Regions from separate parts of the Sus scrofa genome. Here region 2 is linked to region 1. A link is a contact called in public Hi-C data. All regions are on one chromosome and are shown on one strand. The core of a region is the stretch at or near the end of the contact, and the rest is flanking DNA. Distances in the headings are between cores, read along the strand shown. Region 1 has its middle 63 kb from the start of PLXNC1. Region 2 overlaps CRADD (death domain-containing protein CRADD).

What was found. A called contact is a pair of places that touch in the nucleus more often than the background predicts.
Region 2: a contact with region 1 is called in a Hi-C map of skeletal muscle, with 11 times the contacts expected there. A contact is called at or near these places in 3 of 47 Hi-C or Micro-C datasets (psoas muscle and skeletal muscle) and 1 of 2 datasets of targeted methods (skeletal muscle).

What each region holds. Positions count from the first base shown.
Region 1 is chr5:89,116,641-89,121,314 of Sscrofa11.1, reverse strand. No RefSeq gene overlaps it. Among named protein-coding and RNA genes, the nearest start is that of PLXNC1, 63 kb to the right of the region's middle.
Region 2 is chr5:89,342,736-89,347,618 of Sscrofa11.1, reverse strand. The region is part of intron 2 of CRADD (death domain-containing protein CRADD); the gene reads left to right. Among named protein-coding and RNA genes, the nearest start is that of CRADD, 140 kb to the left of the region's middle.

The DNA.
Region 1 (4,674 bases), core at 1,260-3,759:
ATTTTTCAGTACAGCTGCAGTTAGAACATGGCCTCCTGCCCCCAGTCCCGTGTTCCTTCTCCAAGTTCTCTTTTCTCAGTTTCTGGGCAGCTTCTGGTCAATTGCTCATTCTTGGGAATAGCATTCCATTTTCAAACACTTTACTCAATCTCATTGAAGAAAGTTTTCCTCAACAATAGATTTCTGAGAGTCAGGGGGCCCTTTTGGAGGTGGGGCATGGTTATGTGTGTGCTTGGGGGTGAGGGGGCTATTCTTTTAGTGACGTTCACTCAGTAGTAGCCCCTTTCAAGAAGAAACAGCATGCTCGAGCCCCTTCTTCCCTGGCTTAGGGCAGGTGCCGAATTGACCAGACATTTTAATATTTAGTAAGCACTGCCTCACTCTGACCAAAGACCTGGCTCCAGAATAACAGCACAGAGAGCCAGGTCCTCTCTCTCCTCTCCCATAGTCAAGTGCATAGGCAAGGAGATGAGAAGAAATATTGACATCATCACGAAGTGGGCCACAATGGGGCTTGAAGTTGGGGTGATGGGGTGAGCCTGAGCATAACAAGCCCTGAACTGGGTGTCTCGGGCCCTGGGTGGGTACTAGCTGTCAGTCACAAATTGCAGCCTCTCCAGTCTTTGACCATAAAATAAGAATTACAGTCTCAGCCCCTGAAACTCACGTAGAATCAAATCAGAGAAAATAGGTGAGTGAAAGAGGTCATAGATCAGGAATTACTTCTTTTCGTTTTTTCTTTTAATGCAAGGGAAGGACGCAATAGTTCTTCACCTCCCCAGCAGGCTGACATTTTTCTAAGAATGACTTTCAAGGTTTTCATGAATCTATATACATTTTTACAAATGCATTTTTATCCAGGCCAAGCATTGAATGGGGACCTGTAACGACAGGTAGAATGAGCAACCTAGTTGTCTGTCTGTAACCCTTTAAGTAACAGCCTAAGCCTGGGACTGCTTCTGGGTAAATTCTTAAAAATGTAAGATTCAAGATCTCAGAGTACACCATGAAAATGTGGGAGTTTTTTTTGTTTGTTTGTCTTGCTTTTCGTCTTCTCTAGGGCCACACCCACAACATATGGAGGTTCCCAGGCTAGGGTTGTAATCAGAGTTGTAGCCGCCGGCCTACACCACAGCCACAGCAACGCTGGATTCTTAACCCACTGAGCAAGGCCAGGGATCGAACCTGAAACCTCATGGTTTCTTGTTGGATTCGTTAACCACTGAGCCACGATGGGAACTCCTGAAAATGTGGTTTTTTAATGGGATATTTTTATTAAACTATAGTAGTTGATTACGAATTACGATATTGATTAAATTCAAGTGCATAATCCATATGTCAGTCATCTTCTGCTTTATCCCAAATCGTGGCCCATGGACCTCCTTCATTAGGGTTACCTGGGGTTTCTTAATAAAATGCTGAATTCTGGGACCCAGTCCAGCCCAAGCCTCCCCTCCTCCCCCACCCGCCACCCCCACCTGGCACCAAGTGATTTATTTAAACACAGTAAAACTGAGATCCATTGGTCCAGAAGCTAACTTTGATGAATAGAAAAAAAAAAAAAAAAGATAAGGGATAATTAAGTGCCTAGAGATTCCTGGCATTCAGATAGGTGCTAACCTATAATATAAATGATGGACTCTATTCATCACATTTGAATCTTGCCCAATGGGTGGTACCTAGCATTCCATTTAAATAGCCGGGTAAAGCCACTTGTCAGAATTTTAAATAGGCAATGTGAATTGTTAACATGCTTCCCTTCTGAAGGGACATTTTTAAGGTAGAGGCTTTTTTCTGAAGATGAATTTCCAATGTTCTTTCCATGTGTTCCTTCTTTATGCCCCCAGAACACTCAGCCCTGGCTTTTCTTGGTACTTCTGCAGAGTGCCACAAAATCAAGGACTTACTGCTTTTATGCCAGCACTTCAGAACTGGGCTCTTCTCCCACAGCCATTCCATTGCCACGGCCAAAGCAGCCGTCACACCTGCGATGCTGATCTGAGCGGGTGCCCAGAGGACAGCCTGTCCTGATTGAAAGCAGGCCCTGTAGGTTCTGCTGCACACTGACTGAGCAAGATCCAGAAGCTTCCAAAAGTCAGGCAGGCCCTGGGAGTTCCTAACCCCTCACCCTGCAATCTTTTAACCAACTGGCCCACCAGCTCAGTGGCCAATCCCAGCGTTTTCAACTGGGCATCTCCCCATCTCCCTGGGAGACAGAAAGCTCTGTGGACATACTGATGATCCAGAATCCGTTTAGAATAAATTGAGCATGGGGCAGAGGAAGGGGACGGGGTGGTAGGGGTGGGGCGGGGATGACAAAAATAACCAGCCGTGCTTGGGAATTTGTTCCTTGTGTGGTAGGCTTGGGTCCTTTGCTTCTCTGATCCTGCAGAGTGCCACAAAATCAAGGCAATCAAGGAAATGACCGGAAACTTCTCTCCACGGGTACCACACATGCACCCACCCACATATGCGTGTACACACATGCACACACACTGGCAAGAGCTAAAGGTGCGAAGAGGCAGCTCTCGGCTGTCCAGTCATTGGGCATTTCATTACTCCCTAGAAATGAGGAGGAAATAGGTTGCCTGCTAAAAACGAAGCCCAGAACCTGGAGTGACCTTAGGTGACCCCTTTACTCAGGACCCATAGAAGCCTTGAGAACGTGAATACGTGCTTGTGTTGAGGTTATCTCGATCTCTGGGGGGCCAGGATCCCCCCGTGGACAGCCGGTTGACATTATTGTTTTGACTTTTATCATTTGCACAATTCCCATGGACCCACTTTGAGCCCCCGCCCCTGTTGCCTCCCCATGTGGAGTGCCTTCCCTCTCCCTATCTGAACCCTACCCCCCCTCCTCACGGCTCACCCCCATGCTGTCTTCCCAGGACACCAGAGGCCCCCCTGACCTCCCGCAGCTCCAAGAGGGCCCATCAGTCATCTGCCTCATGTCACTCTGTGCAGATGGCCCTTAGATTCCCAACGAGGTTTCCGTGGCAGGTGCCCCACCTCATGTCCTCGGTTATCCGCCCACTCCTTGGCACCATGTCGAGCCTCCGTGGGTACTGCTGGCTCAATGCCTGCGACTCATTAGCATGGGGCTGGGACACGGAAATAATCTTGCAAAAAACCCCAACTGGGTAAGACAATAGGCTTTGTGACCCTAGATACTACCTGAAAGATGAGAAACGGGCGTTGGCAAAACCAACCCAGTCGGATTATTCTGTCCTTCTGCACCTAAAAGAATGAGAGGTGAAAGCAAAATGAAAGTCCTGGTGACATCAGCCTTGGCAGTCCCTAATGGAAAGTGGCCCTGCCAGGCCCTGCTCTCTTGTTCAATCCGGGAACGCTTTCCATTAATGCTATTAAACCGGCACAGCGGTCAGAGGCAGAGCTGGCCTGGCCGCCTGTGCTCAGTTCCAACTGCTGAATCATCTCCATCTCGTTTGCCCTTCCTAGTACCTTGAAGACGTAGAAGAAGCAGAGGAGGGGGGAGAAGCACGGAGGACTATCAACTTCAGCACATCCTTAATAGGAAGCAGTTTGGCCGGTCCCTTCCCTGCCTGGGAACTCTTTCCATTAAAAACATTTCTCTACCACAGCTGTATTTTAGACTTATCATTGTAGCCTCTGCCCAAAGGAAAATTCTCTCCACCCGCAACCACGTACAGAGGGCGATTTCCTTCTAAGGGTGGAAAGACACTCTTTTCAGCATACGGCAGGATGGCTTGACCTCAGCCAAGAAACCCAGTAACATCCTGACCTTCTGAAACAGACGGGAGGGTCAGAGGAGGCTTTTGTTGCTGCTCGCAGGACTCAGCTCCACCCAAAGGTACACAAAAACCCCAGAACTGAAGACGGATGAAGACACCAAGGAGGCAATGAAAGTCAGACATAACCAAAAGGAGCAAAGGAAATCTCCGAGCTGGAAAATTAGAGCCAAAGAAATTCTATTATTAGGACAAGCTCAGCGACCTCTGTTCTCAAGCCTGTTTGGGGCGGGGGGCGGTTTGCAAAGAGGGCTACACTGCCCTCTATTGGGGGCCTATCAGCACGCAGCTAAAGGGCTTCTCATTCAAGGTCTTGATTGATGAGCCCCCCACCCCACAACTTAGGAGCTATAATTAGCTGAACAAAAGCAAAACAAAACAGAAACTGAGACCACAGACATCAGGTAACTTGCCCAAGGTCATGCACCTGAGTCGCGGCACAGGCGAGGATGCTAAAGCAGGGACAAATGACTTCAAGAATCATTTTCCTGCCATTTATCTTTATAGATAATCTTTCCATCTTGGACTCAGATAACCTTCAAACTTGAGAATCTGCCAGTGCTCTCTCTGGTCTGGTGGTTCTCGAAGGTCACTGTGTATTAGAATCACCCGGAGACGCGCATTAACTTGCCAAGAACTCAAGCCCCATGGCCAGAAATTCTGATTATAATTGACTTGGGGTAGATCCTGGCTTGAGCAGATTTTGTGAGTTCTCCAGGTGATTCTCAGGTGTAGCCAGCACTGAGAATTTCTGCTCTAGCTGCAGAAGAGATGGAGAAAAAAACGGGGGTTCTTTCAAATCCAGGACATAATACTTAAGAGAAAGAAAGTTTAGGGAGTTCCCTTCATGGCTCAATGGTTAGCAAATCCGACTAGGATCCATGAGGATGCGGGTTGGATCCCT
Region 2 (4,883 bases), core at 654-3,153, 230 kb before region 1:
ATATACTAGGCTCTAATAAATGATAGATATTATTATTTTTGTTCTTATTCTAAGTTCCAGTAATGTCATTTAGACATAATGTTTGTTCATATCAGATGTATCAATTTTAATTAAAAGCGATATTATTCTTCTAAAATCTAGCTGTTTTCTAGATAAGCATTAGCTGTCCTTTTTTTTTTTTTTTTTTTTTTTTGCTATTTCTTTGGGCTGCTCCCGTGACACATGGAGGTTCCCAGGCTAGGGGTCGAATCGGAGCTGTAGTCACTGGCCAACACCAGAGCCACAGCAACTCGGGATCCGAGCCGCGTCTGCAACCTACACCACAGCTCACGGCAACACCGGATCGTCAACCCACTGAGCAAGGGCAGGGACCGAACCCTCAACCTCATGGTTCCTAGTCAGATTCGTTAACCACTGCGCCATGACGGGAACTCCTTTTTTTTTTTTTTTGACTATGCCTGTGGCATGTGGAATTTCCTGGGCCAGGGAGCGAACCTGTGTCACAACATCAGCCTAAGCCACAGCAGTGACAATGCTGGATCCTTAATCTGCTGCACCACCAGGGAACTCCTGGCTGTCCTTTGTAATTGTTTTGCTGTCTACCTTATGCAAAGTTAATAATTTGTTGCCAAATCCAAGGAAAGCAACCTCCGGCTTAGGCATGAGTTTTATTTCAGACCATGATTTATAGCTGGTGTAAAATTTGGGTCTGGAGTTGGTTAGTTATAACGCAATTGCAATACAAGTCATCTTGAGTTGATTTTTGCCGTATCCTGTATTGTTATGTAAAATGTTAACTTTAATCAGGAATTGCTTCAATACAATATCCTTGTCCTTGATACAGTTTTTCCTCTTTTGAATACCTTTTTTGTATGGTTCAAATTAGCATGGGAAGAATAGGCAGGAAATATAAATTTAAGTGACACATGTTGAGTCATAAAAGAATTACATGGCAAAGCGTTAAAATGGTGCACGGAGAACTTTGCCACCATCTGATAGAGCAGTGGGGATTGTATAAGTAAGTAAGAACTAACACCTCTTCTGCAGCTGGAAGTCGAGTGTGTCAGAGTCCCTTTCCTTTTGTTCAGTGGATGCCAGGAATCCAGCCACGCAAAACTGTCCAAAGTGGCCCAGCCTCACAGCACTTGAATCTAGCGCGACACTGCAGGAGTTGTCAGGCATATGCAATAAAACGGTCTTTGCGCTTTTACAGAGCACTAAAAATTAAATGTGACTTTTATGTCCTTAGCCTCTACCTCTTGCGTGGCAGCTTTTCTTGACATGGAATTACACGCAGTCAGGGGAAGTTGGGATAGATACTTAATCTCTCTTTTCTTTTCCCTTCATACATCTGTGATTCAGTACCTCCTTTCACTCCCGTGTTAGCCACTCCTGGTAGTAGAATCTTAAAGACCAGTTTCGTTGATTTTTTTTTTTTTTTTTTTTTTGGTACCATCCCTGTAACTTTTTTTTAGGTGGAGGGCTCTGGCTCATGTACTAGGGTCTGTATGACAGATGATCTCAAAGCCGAAAGGGCCTCAGTGGTGCAGGAGCCAGCAACAAGGGGCACTTGCTGGCATGGCCTGGGCTTGGCTTGGGTTCTCTGGATATCAGGGAGGTACTGGCCTGAGAAAGGGGAGGGAGCTGAGCCAGCAAAGGGGGCAGACGGAGCTTAGAGCTCCCCAGGAAAGGGGAAGAATATATGTTCAGGAAAAAAAAAAAAAAAAAGAGGTTTCTGGGGATCTAAGAGCAGATTGGCGTTCAGGGCCAGCCAGAGCCACCTTTTACCTCACCCGCTGAAGCTGCCTGCAGATTCCATGCTCCAGCCGAGGGGTACAGACAGGCAGGGAAGCAAGGTCTTCAGGTTGCCTCTCAGCCCGAGCCCACGCAGGTGCTCGCTGCCCCTGGCGGCCGATTCTCTGCCGGGGCAAGGCCAGCCGCAGAGTGCAGACCAGGCTTTGGTGCTGGCTGTGGACACATTGTTTTCCTACAGCTCCTGTCGTTCAAACAGGATCTGGTTTCCTGGCGTGAGCGCCGTGTTCCCTCGGAGCACACGCGCTGCTGTGAGCAAGGCCAGCGAGTCCTCTGAGGCTCTGGGCGGAATGCCCACTTGGAGACAAGTGGTTTAGGGGTCGGGGGAGATGGAGAGGAGCCAACGTCCCTTTCTGTTCCTGTGAGTTTTGAATGACATGGGCAGAGTCCACATTCCCCCCGCCCAGGGTAACTGAGGTTCAGGTGGGATCACACGGTCAGCATCCAGTCTGACTGCGGTTTAGCTCGGGTGAAGCCTCTAAAAATTTCACCTGCCCTCCTCGGGAATCCTCGCATCACATGCAAGCAGTAGTGACTGCGGCCCGGAAAGTAAACACTGCCCTTGGAGACAGGAGTGTTGCAACTCGAACAGCTTCTGCCGTGACGTCCTAGAAACCTTTGAGTATTCCAGAGGAAACAAGTCTGAAATCACGGACCTGGCAGCCCGGAGGCCTGGCCTCTCCAGCTCAGCCTGCCATGGACTCTCAGAGCCTCTTCCATCAAGTAAGAAAGCGGGCAAAGCATCCCGGAAGACCAGTCTTTTTATAACCTGAAACATGACCGAACCAGCAGGGATGAGCCCTGTAAATTGTGAAACCTAAGTTCAGGATTCCCTTTGTTCTGTCGCAGTGTAGATACACAACTCGTTCCTCAAAATAGACGGTCAAAACTTAGCATCACTCTGTCTAGTGTCTGTGCCCCCCCATTATATTCAAATTTTGCCAGTAATTTAAACGTTCGGCCTATTAGGATTCTCTGTAGAGGTTGGCATCACTCTCTTGGGTGCTTTTAGCACCCTGTGGGGATGTTTTTAGATGGCACGGTGATGGGGCAGCTGGGTGCTAGTGACGTTTGATGGGCAGAGGCAGAGCTTCTCTGTGATACTCTGGACAGTTCTACAGAGAGGAATCATCCTGCAACCAGGATGGCTTTCATATATTCTGCCAGATATTCAAAGAATCCAGCTTTGCTTCACGAGTAAATGTATAGTGTATGTTTTCGTGCCTGAACATAAGACACTGAATTTTCCAGGAATGTATATAAAAAGAGGTAAATTGTACCCTATTTTGTTCAGAACTTTACCAAGTTATTCGTTATTTCAGAAAAATTAGATCACCAATAGCAAGCACGAATGATGTTTGAGTCTCCAAAATAGCACATCTGTGCAGTTTGTATTGTGCCCTCACGTTCACGGTGACTCTGTAGGTGTGTGAATCGGAGACTCCATTGGCCTTTCGAGCAGTTGTGCAGGGTATTTATATTATTGAAATGCGTGTTATTTAATAGACGTTACTTTTCATTTAACTTTTGTATTACAAGTTGCACGATAATTTAAAAATATGTGTATAGGTAGGTTATATTACTTTATATCAGATTAGTAAATATAGTATTATAAGATGTTATAAAAATGCATTGTAACTTGAAAACCACTAGGCCAGAGGACTCTAAGTTCCCTTTTGGCTTTAAGATTCTGTTAACCTGTGAGATTATTTAGTGTAGTGCCTTCATTTTTACAGGTGAGCAAACGGAAACCCGTTAAGTCTTTCACGCGTTGCAACAAGTATCTCTTGACCGCTTCCCAGAGGTGTGAGTACATAGCCGAGGGCTTTCGACACTCTTCAAGGAGCCTTTGGCTGGGCAATCAAGATGAGATACATGCCAAGAAATTAAAAAGAGAAAACCCCATAGCTGGTTAGTCGCTCATCTGCATCTAGAGCCCAGCTTGCTTTGGAGACCAGTTCATTTTCTGGGCCTGGGCTCCAGGGGCCCGAGGCGGGGGCCTGGCATTCTGAGGCCAGAAATGTTTCTGGCTTGATCATTGAAAGGGGGTCGGTTGGGAGAAATATGCCACCAACCGAAAGAGTATGATTTTAGTTTACTCTCTGCTTTTTTCCCCCAGAGTAACAAAAGCCAGGGCATAGCTCGTGAGCTCCCCACCTGTATCCCTGCTCACTCATGCGAGGGGTAAGGCTGGACCGGGAGGACGGCAGCAGTGAGAGGAGAAAAGACAGAAAGCTGACTGCACAGTCCTCCCATCTAAGGGAATATAACGCAGGCCGCCGAGTGGACCACATATGTAATTTACATTTTATAGTAGTTACATTTTTAAAAGTAGAAAGAACATATGAAATTAGTCTGATGATGTATTTTCTTTAGCCCAGTATATCCAAAGTACTGTTATCATTTCAACATGAAAAGCCTAGCAAACAATTATGAATGAGATATTTTACACTTTTTTTCACCCTGTCTTCAAAATCTGGTGTATACGTCCCTGAAGCACCCTTCCATTTGTATGAGGCTCATTTTAAGTGCTCAGCAGTCACACGTGGCTGGCGGCTACCATACTGGGCAGGACAGCTCCAGCGAGACGGCTTTCAGCCCTTTTGCTGTCTCTACCCAGTTCACCTGTCTAGGCACTCCCGTCCGTAACGTCTCTCATTACCTGCAGTGACGCCTAATCTGGAGGATGCCCCATCCCTGGGAAACGGCAGTGAATGGCGAGTGGGGCACAGGAGTTTGCCGTCACCCACTCACTGCATAAAGTCGGAGACTCTGAAAACACAGGAGTTTCCTGCTGAGTCGCACTCGCACAGTTTCGTGCGCTGGGGTGTCCGCTCCAGAAGGGAGGACTGGGGATGTGGAAGAAGAGATCTGGATTTGCAGAAGGGGTGGAGTGGCCAGGAATTAGAGGACTCAGGATTGCAGACCTTTCCAATGGCATGTCACCAATTTACTCTTTCGAGAGTAATTCTTTCTTCCTTTTCCTTCTGTCTTCACCTTTTCCTTTAGCTCCTTTCTGGGAAGCCAGATGATTTCCCAGGACCTTGCCCGTCTGTGTCCCTTGTCTCCTC